2 separate regions of the Mus musculus genome follow, and region 2 is linked to region 1. The links are chromatin contacts, called in public HiChIP or PLAC-seq maps. All regions are on one chromosome and are shown on one strand. Each heading gives the region's core, a stretch centred on a gene start, on an enhancer-like site or on the middle of the called end of the contact. The rest is flanking DNA. Distances are from core to core; before and after follow the strand shown. Region 1 holds the start of Opcml (opioid binding protein/cell adhesion molecule-like). Region 2 overlaps Opcml (opioid binding protein/cell adhesion molecule-like).

Region 1 (4,797 bases), core at 1,577-4,076:
TCTGTTTCAGGTGAGCAGCCTGCAACTTTTTAAATTTAAATCTTTTGAACTTTCCCATCTATATTGTAAAGATAATATTTACCTCCATCACTATACCATGATAGTGCTCAATGCTGTAATTTCTTTATATAGAGGAAACAGAAGAATATGGGCTTGCATTTGGGCTGTCTCCTTCACTGTGGTCCTGGACAAGTTACTTAACCTCTCTAAATCTCAGTTTCTTCCTCTCTTAAATTAGGATAAGGATTAAATGTAATGCCATAGCTGAAGTCCTTAGCCAACAAGGGGTTAATGAGTTGCCCAAACAGACTAATGCTTCAGCACCACATTTAGATGAGTCTTTCCTCTTCTCCTGCCATAAGAGACTATTGCCAGACCTCTTCTGTGTCTGCTAAGATGAAAACAGTTCACATGTTCCCTAGAATCGTTCCATAAATGAATGTCATTCATAGTCTTTCTTTTCTCAAAAGGAAATTAACTCTTTTGTAGCATAATAGGAAATCTCTAAATTGCAAGACTTTCTCCACCAGCATGGCTCTTGGTTTTCTGAAGGCCTCTTGTTTGTGTCTGCCAGTCCCTCTCCTGGTGCTATCTACCCACTTCCTTTCTGTGGTCTATCTGATCCCTCCCTGCCTTGCAAGTCTCTTTGTGCATCAGAGGACTCCACCAGCAACACTTCTTCAGAACTTCAGTCTGGTACTGTCCTTGTTCAGAGCATGCATGGATAGCTCTGCTTACACAGGACATACTTCCCAACTGCGACTTTTCTATGTAAGGTATATGTATTCTACTATCTTCTATATACATTCACGAATATACTATTCCTTGATTTTTTTTTTCTAGAGAAATCTTCAGATATATCACATGGCTTTTGCAGACAAGAAGAAACAATGTTCTTCCTTGGCCCAGTCTTGGAAAAGCACTGTATATTAAAACAACAACTTGCTAAAAGCTGATGATGATGCTATCGATCATTGTGTTTGTAAGAAGGGAAATGATCAATGTTCTACTTGTTTAAAGGCAAACATCTTATTTCCTAGAAAAAGTGACGTTCTGTTAGATGTAAATGAGTTCTGTGCATCCTTCTTCTTCATCAAAACTGGTTTTATGATAGTGCAGACTTGGGTTTGGATCTGGACTCATTAGCCATGGAATGTTTCTCAAGTCACTGGTAGTTGCTGAACTGAAAATTTAGGGTACTGGTGTCTACGGGGTAGAACTCTGGTGGGGGCAGCTGAATTAACACCTGTACTTCCCTGTCCCATAGGCGGTGCTGGAAATACATCACAGAAACAACCAGGGAGGAAGGGAGAATGTCACCTGGAAAGTCACTCACATATAAGAAGTAGAGCACATGCACAGAGCTGGGGAGGAATCCCAGCAGGCATGGGGTCTTTGGAGAAAACCTGGTAACAGAGGTACTTTCTCCAGAACCTCCGTAATATCCAGTGCTCTTCTCACTGCCCTTTCACAGAGTTCAGGGGCCATGCAGCAGTGTGCAATTCACATTCCAGGGAGGACAGATAGAGTGTGTTTTGGCTGCCTTCTGTAGTGTTCCTATAAACTATGATTACACAGATGCAAATTGGATCATGGTGAAAGAAAGAAAGAAAGAAAGAAAGAAAGAAAGAAAGAAAGAAAGAAAGAAAGAAAGATTATTATTCCCTAGGCACTCAAGCCTCTTCTCTTTTCTTCCCCCGTCAGTCATTGGCCATTGAAGGAGGTGAAGGATGGCTGGCCCTCTGTTTCAGGTGAGCAGCCTGCAACTTTTTTTTTATTTAAATCTTTTGAAGAAAGAAAGAAAGAAAGAAAGAAAGAAAGAAGAAAGAAAGAAAGAGAGAGAGAGAAAGAGAGAAAAGAAAAAAGAAAGAAAAAAGAAGAAAGAAAGAAAGAAAGAAGAAAGAAGAAAGAAGAAAGGAAAAGGAAGGAAGGAAGGAAGGAAGGAAGGAAGGAAGGAAGGAAGGAAGGAAGGAAGGAAGGAAAAGAAAAGAAAGGTCAAAGTCACAGGCATGGCTGTGAGCCTTCTTCTGAGGACTTCTGCAAGTCTCTTCTTCCTTAAGACCTAATCTGGATGTCCCTATCTAAGTGTGCTGGGATCATGGCAATTGTTTGGGGTTTTGTCTTGGTAGAATTCCCTAATGCTCTAATTTGGGGGAGCTGGCTCAAATTAGATTCCCTGTATCTTTGATGAGAAAAAAAAAAAAAACCTGAACATGTCCATTTTCCAGCTGGGGAGTTAGGCTGCTTTCAAGTACTCTTGCTGGCGGGATGGGGACTTGATGCCTTTGAGCAGCCTGTGAGCAAAGCTCTGGCTGCATCCTGGGCTGGAGACCAGGAAGAAGGAATGATAAGGTCTTGGCATGAGCATTAGTCAATTTCTGCCAGGAAGCAGCCCTTTCCTGATCCTTGTGTCCCGAGACCTGCTGGGGTAAGATTTAGGAAAGGGCATTAGACCCCTCCTGCTGCCCACCCAGGAGCGGGTGTGCCCATGCGAAGCACACTGGCATACTCACACAGATCCCAGCAGTACTGCTGCGCGGTGAGGGGGGTGCGCAAGGGACAGGCTTCAACTCCCCTCGGAGTGGAGCCTTCCCAACAGGAAAGTCTCCCGGTGTCGCTCAGGAGAGTGGAGCCAATATGTGGCTTGGAGGTGGTCTGCTGTGCGCCCAGTGAAGATTGGTGCTAATGATTCTTAGCAGTTGTGTGTATGTGCAAGGGGAAAAAAAATCAGAGACGCTGTCTGCCTGCTCCCATCTCGCGCGCTCTCTCTCTCTTCTGCTCTCTCCCTCCCTTTGCAAACATTGGATTTAAACCTGCTCAGAATTCAGCACAGAGGAAGCAGCCTCGGTAGCAGCAGCAGTAGCAGCAGCACCAGCAGGAGCTAGCCGGGCCGCCGCGCACCACAGCCTCGAGATGTACCATCCCGCCTACTGGATCGTCTTCTCGGCCACCACTGCCCTGCTCTTCATCCCAGGTACCCAGCAAAGAAGGGTGTTTTCTCTCTCTGAGCAATGATGCCGCTGCTAGGGCAGAAGGGGAAGAGGGAGAGGCAAGGAGGAAAAGAGGGAGTGTAAGAGGCATGTGAGTAAGATAGGCTTGCCGCGTGTGCACACACACTCACTGGCTAGCTGGCTCTCAGGCAGACAGATGCCCACAGCAAGCGATTTGCTCCCTTCTCGGGAGAGCTGGGTTCGAGATCCGCACCGTGCTGCAAGGCGCTGCTGGTTCTGTGAAAGGCACAACTGGCATTGACCAGCTGTGGTCCCAAGGGTGACAGAAGAGGGGCTTAAACTCCGGGGCGCAAAAGCCTTCTTGAGCGCTGCTGTCGGGACCTGCAGCAGGAACTGGCATCCCGCTCAGTACTGGTCTCTGTTTTTCTGAATGTAGTAATCTCTGCGTCTCTGTTTCCTATGCTTTTTTCTTCCCCCCTTCCTGTTTTTTTTTCTCTCTTCCCAACGTTCTCTCCTCTCTTCTTTTCCATCCTTCTGAACCCTTCCCTTGATTCCCACTGCAGATCCCTACCTCCTTGTTTGCCTTCTCATTCTTTCACGAATTTTTCTCTACTGCATTTTTTTTTGTCTTAACACAATCCTTCCACCACCTCTTGTCCTTTCTTTATCCTTCCACCAAATGGGCAGATTGTGCCTTTGAAATCCACTTTCTCCTTCCTAATCATCACATCACAGCAGAGACATAAATTTTCCCTAGTAGATTTGATCTGGTCCAAGCCGGGCGAATGTTGGGAAATCTAATCCCAGTGGAGGGTTGCTAGAGTCCCAATGGTGGGCAGAGATGTTAATGCAGTGCTCTTTCTCACAGCACTTACTTGTTTGGGCAGACCAAGTCTGCAGTGACCCAGGTAAGATGCTTCAAGGCAACCTTCGCAACCCTCCCCAGTCAGCCTGCTAGACTCCTTGCAGACTCCCGCACATCTTAATAGGGTTGGTAATTGCTTCAGAGCCTTCTGCAAGCAGAGGACCATGCCTGCAGGCATCTTTCACACAATGCTGAAGGGGCTTGGAAGGCTTGCCAACATTTTAGGCAGCATCAAAGGGTCTCTGGGTCTTCCACACTAAACCTCACCCTTTAGGGGGCATTTCTTCCTCTCTCTCTCTCTCTCTCTCTCTCTCTCTCTCTCTCTCTCTCTCTCTCTCTCTCTCTTCCCTCTCTCTCCTCATGTTGCAAATGGAGATAGCATGTTTTCCGTTAAACATTAGCTTAGACCTAAATTCCCTTACATATGTACAGACATGAATGCCAATATTGTTAACCCTCACGTTCATAGGTGAAGCACATAATTCTTCATTTTATATTCAGGATGCCTCGGTGAGGTTTTCTTCCCTTTCATTTAAACCTAATTCTCCAAAGTTCTTCTAAGCTAACAAAGAAAATTAGAAAAAAAGAAAGGAACTTATTGGGATGAAAGAGAAAACTGATGATTTTTTAAAAAAGAAAAGATATCCCTTGTATAATGTTGCACCACTTTATTAAATACATTTTAATTCATTTGGAAATTTTATGCCTCCCCATTAAGTTTTGAATTCTATTTCTCTGAGAAGAGATGGGTTCCAAACCAAATTCCCAGATGTCTTTTGGGGCTGGCAAGTTCAGAGTTGGGAGGGTGTCCCTTTTCTTTTTCTAGGGTCTCCAGTGTTCCAGTGGGAGTGGGGAAAGCCACAGGCAGAGCCCAGTGCTCAGTACCTGCTTGAGCCTGGTAGAGGGAGCCAGGTGGGTGCTTCTGGTCCTCTGCAAAAAGAGAAACTTTCCTGAGAGTTCAGGAGGAAGCTCATCACGGAC
Region 2 (4,797 bases), core at 1,366-3,865, 94 kb after region 1:
CTTGCCCTACCTAGGTATCCTCTGGACTATCCTAAGGTCTTTCAATTTATCACCCTGGTCTTTCAATTCATATCTGGACTGTATTTGTTCCTATTTTGTTTTGTCATCTTAGAAAAATTAATCTGCTCCTTTGGGGTCTTTGTAGGTATTCTTTTGTTTGTGTGTATGTGTATGCGTAGGTATGTACAGGTAGGTGCACTTGCATGTGTGTATAGGGAACAGAAGTTGATGTCAAGTGTCTTTTTCAGTGGCTTTCCACTTCAGTTTTTGAGACAGTCTCTCTCACTGAAGCTAGTGGCCATGTCTTTGGACATCAGAGTTGGGACAGTTTTATATGAATGTTCTGTTCTTTGAAAAGAAGAGGAAATTTTTCTTGTAAACTCATCTATATATGGTATAGCATAGGGGCTTTGTTCAGCTTTTATTTTTGTTGTTAGAGAATAGCTTTTATTATTTTTGGAAAAAAATAACAGCTTTTGAGAAATCATAAAAATCTTTCTGTTTTTATTTCAGTTTTCCAGTTAAGTGACTTGAGAAAGTTTTCTTTATTCAACAAATATATGATATACAACTATATAATATCCTCTTGGTGTGTCTGTGTCTTCTTCCTCCCTCCCTTCCTCCCTCCCTTTCTCCTTCATCTTTTGAGTCTTTTACTGCCTAATCAATTGTTGAAAACTCCTTACTTGTATGTTTGTGCTTCTTTTTCAGCCGGTTTGGCTGCACATACACACTTGTACATTTGTATACACAGATTTGAGCATCTAACCTTGCAGTTAGATTCATAAAACTTACTTTGATTGTGTCTCCCTACTGAATTCTATGCTTTATTCTGCTTTATCTTATTTAATTCTTTACATCTTAATGATCCTGCTTTCTGCTTTTCATGTCATCCTGTCTGACTCAGAGAACTGTCCCTGTGAAGTATGTTGTTTGCTTCACCAATGATCAGTTGCCTGGCTCGTTGACACCAGCTGGGAATCTGACAATTGAAGGTGGTTGTGGTATGACCTGAAGTTAGTGTAGATTCCAAACATTAAATGTTCAGTCCCATGAGATGATTCACATCTCAGAGGCTCAGCTCTGGTCTATGCTACCTGTAGGGGACCAGGATTCCTTTCTAAAATTTCACAAAGTGAATTGCTTGCCATTCCCAACTTATTGCAAAGGGCACAATCTGGAACAGGCTAATGGACAGAGCCAGGACACAGTCCTAGGTTTAAGGACCCAGGCTTCAGAGATGCTTTATTGTCTAGGCCTCTTGCCTGGTGTCTTGGTTACTGTTATTGTTGTGAAAAGACACCATGACCAAGGTAGCTTATACAAGGAATTTAATTGGGGCTTGCTATGGTTTCAAAGGTAAGTCTGTGATCATCATAGCAGGAGCTGTGGCTAGACTAAGAACAGACCCAGCTGCCAGCAGCCAAGGCTAAAGGTGATCACAAGCTGTGAGATTCCTAAAGTTTTAACAGAACAGCAAGATTAAATCATGATTAAGTAAGAACTCATTCAGGAAACACAATTATTTCCCAGTGCTATAGAACTTTATAACCAATTTTGGACTCTAAGTCTCAGATTCAATCATGAAATGGGTCTGTGCTCCAGGTTACCTGACAGTATAGTAAGAGTTAAGTAAAACCTCCATGCCTGAGAACTTAGAAATACTCTTAGTCCCTATGCACCACCAGAAGCCGAGTGACCTTGGAACTGATCCCTAGAACTGGAGTGACCGAGAATTGTGAGCCACCATGTAGATATTAGGAAGCTAACCTGGGTCCTCTGTAATAACAAATGCTTTTAACCCTTGAGCCATCTCTCCAGCTCCTATCTAGACTCCTGACTGAAGGTTTTGTTACATAGTTGTGATTGATCATGGTGTTATGCTACATCCACTCCAGTAGTGACCCACGTGACAGGCCCAAAAACCTGGACGCAGTCCCAAGGAGAAAAGTTCACAGAAACTCAGTCTCCTGGAACCATGGCATCCTGTAATAAGGAATACTCCAAATTTGTCCTTTTTTTAGTCGATGAGTGGATCTGTGTGCTTTCCTTCAGTATTGTTTTATTATAAGAGCCTCTAAGGATTGATTTTGACATATAGATAAGTTAGATTAGCCTTCACTAGGGTTCCAATGACCTAGGAAGAAGGAAGGTTGTAGTCTAAGAAGGAACTAGAGTAAATACTTAGAACTATAGATAGAAGAGTCACTCCCGTACACAGGAATTTACAATGGCCTAGGGGGAAGGTGGACTATACAATAGACTAGAATTGGAACTATGGCAAAGGCATGAAGCCCTTGCCCCAGGCTTCTAAGATGACCTTAGGTGGGGCTGCTTTTGATCCGGGTTGGTTCCAGTTAGCTTTTAGTATGCATTCTTCTGTTTTGTTGTAAAAGTCATTTTGCATCAGATAACTTCAGTGTACCTTGGATGGCCTTAATATATCACTTAACTTCTGTGTTTTCTGTAATATATAAGACTGATGCTCACTTTGACAAATTACACTCAGATACCACACTCCCTTGTGTCCGTGTCTGTTTGTCACCCTTTTCTCACCGACTCCTGCCCACCTGTAAATGGAACCCTGATTTCTCCCGTGGATTGAGGGGGGCCGACTGAGGCCTGTCTGTGGCAGTGTTAGAAATCAACTCAATCTCCAACCTCCTCCCTTCCCTAGAGATGGAATGGACAGAAATTTCCACCCTTCTAAGCACGATTATGTCTTTTGGGAGACCATCTATCTTTCTCAAGCTACCTGACTTCTAACAGTTTCCTTATTATAATACCAGACACTCAGCATTCCTATAAACCAAGGGCTATATTTCCAAAGGAGGCAATGATGATCTAATGAATGTCTCTTGTATCACATTATACAAATGTTGTCTATACTAGGTCTTTTAACTTCATTGGGGTTTGAATATTCTTCAAGAAGCTATATTTTTATTTTCTGTTGAAAATGAGCATTTGGGGGTTTTATTTTTTTATTATTCCTTCTCTTCCCTCCATATACATATGTGTGTAATAGTCATTATATATTCATTATATTTACCTCTAGTATATAGTTTATGTGCCCATTTTACTCTCTCTCGTGGTTATTTCTTTACTTTTTATAATTCTAGCATTCCTGTCAGCAATGATGGTATTTCTATCTTCCTCTTACATAATAATAGAAAGACTAGTGTTCTTACACTTCCCACTGCCCTCACTGACAGGCTCTGCTGCAGAGTACATCTGGATCCAGATGGTAGTTTTACACATTTTTAAAACATCAAGCATCAGCAGTTTCTTCAACTCAACTAGAACTTCCAGTGTTTTAACTGATCGCTACTCTTTTTTGTCTGGCTTTGTGTTTAGTTCTTTTTACATTTTTCTGACATCATTTTCTCCAGATTATTTGTAGGTAGCAAAATGAACAAGTATTTTACAAATGCAAAAAATATCATTCTTTCCCCATACTTAAATCCAGATTATAAATCAGATGGGCCTTGAATCTGGATTTAAATGACAATGTTTGTTATTTTCCAGTAAATGACCTTTTTAATGAGACAGGAGGAAGACACACACACAAACACACACACACACACACACACACACACACACACACACACCTGCCATCATTTCTCTTTATCGCTTTCTCAGAAATCCCTTTTGTACAGCATTTTTGATAGTTCACTGTGATGTTTAAAGCTGTGGATCTTTTCAAACTCATCATTTTGGCAGAAGGCAGAAGATTTATGTGTTTTCAGTTCTTAGCACGTTTCTTCTATATTGTAAAATCTACCACATAGTCCCTACTTGTTTTTCTTATGTATGATTTTGTCAGAGAATACTTAGCTTGATCTTCTAGTTTCCAAATCGCTTCACCGACTTCATTATGATATTTCAATGTTTGTTTTACTTCCAAGATCATACATATGTTTTTGGTGAAAAATCTAGACTTTTCTTTTAAAGTAAAGTCTGTTGTTTTTCTCTGTCGTGTGTGTGTGTGTGTGTGTGTGTGTTTACATGTGTGAGCATATGTGAATGTGTGCACATGCAGGCTTGAGGCTGATGTTGGGGATGTTGGGGTTGTTAGACTGTTCTTGAACCTCATTCACTAAGGCAGGGTCTCTCAGTCAAACCCAGGCATCACTGTGAAAAAGGGGTTATATTGTTGGGGAAGTAGGTAGAACGGTTGAAGGCATTTGACTTCAGGCAGTTTGGCTCTCATGAATTATGTATCCCAAAGCCTAGTTTCTTAGCCCCTCTTTGGACCAGTTACCATACAAACTGCTTCTCAGAGATATAGATACCTCAGTGCCCTGCTGGCTTGGTGGACAAGTAGGACAGTGGTGGAGGGGTAGTAGCCCTAGGGACTCAAGAACATGTTTCAAATGCCTGTATATTCTTCTTTTTTAAAAATCATGTAATCAGAAGTTCTTGGATTTCCTGTTTCATTGGTAATTTCTTGCATGAATTAGGCTCATATTTTATATGGCACCTCCTCCTTCCAATATGTACACAATTCTGATACTATTTCCTTCCTTTTAGTAAATGATCTCTTGTAAAACTCTTGCCTGACACTGCTCTTACTAGCATTTTTTTTCCCACGTAGCCTACCTCTTTCCTTTTCCTTTGCCCTTTCCTTTCACATTCTTTATTCTAGTATGGGGAATCAAACTAAGGGCCTTGATCATACTTGACAGATGCTCCACCACTGAGCATTGCTCTCGGCCCTCCTACATGGCTTTCTCCTCACTTCATAGGATTTGTGTTGGGTTAAAGAGTGTATTCATTTGAGCTAGGGATGGCCTTTTT

What was found. HiChIP or PLAC-seq counts read pairs in DNA pulled down with a chosen protein or histone mark.
Region 2: an H3K27ac HiChIP or PLAC-seq map of embryonic stem cells shows a contact between it and region 1, with 6 read pairs. The contact joins the enhancer-like site here to the promoter of Opcml in region 1. A contact is called at or near these places in 2 of 39 promoter capture datasets (the 3T3-L1 cell line and hippocampal neurons), 2 of 484 Hi-C or Micro-C datasets (cerebellar granule neurons and cerebral cortex), 1 of 115 datasets of contacts at active chromatin or transcription factors (embryonic stem cells) and 2 of 9 other capture datasets (adipose tissue and liver).

What each region holds. Positions count from the first base shown.
Region 1 is chr9:27,788,473-27,793,269 of GRCm38.p6, forward strand. Opcml (opioid binding protein/cell adhesion molecule-like) reads left to right here and starts at 2,827. Exons shown (of 8, transcript NM_177906.5): 1 at 2,827-2,974. The coding sequence starts at 2,914. Gm39314 (a long non-coding RNA gene) reads right to left here and starts at 2,597. Exons shown (of 3, transcript XR_870601.1): 1 at 2,514-2,597.
Region 2 is chr9:27,883,121-27,887,917 of GRCm38.p6, forward strand. All of the region lies in intron 1 of Opcml (opioid binding protein/cell adhesion molecule-like), which reads left to right. Among named protein-coding and RNA genes, the nearest start is that of Opcml, 94 kb to the left of the region's middle. Within about 2 kb of position 2,616, at least 13 of the 459 cell types and tissues checked have an H3K27ac peak or open chromatin away from gene starts, as enhancers often do. A contact at or near this core is called in embryonic stem cells, where this site is marked.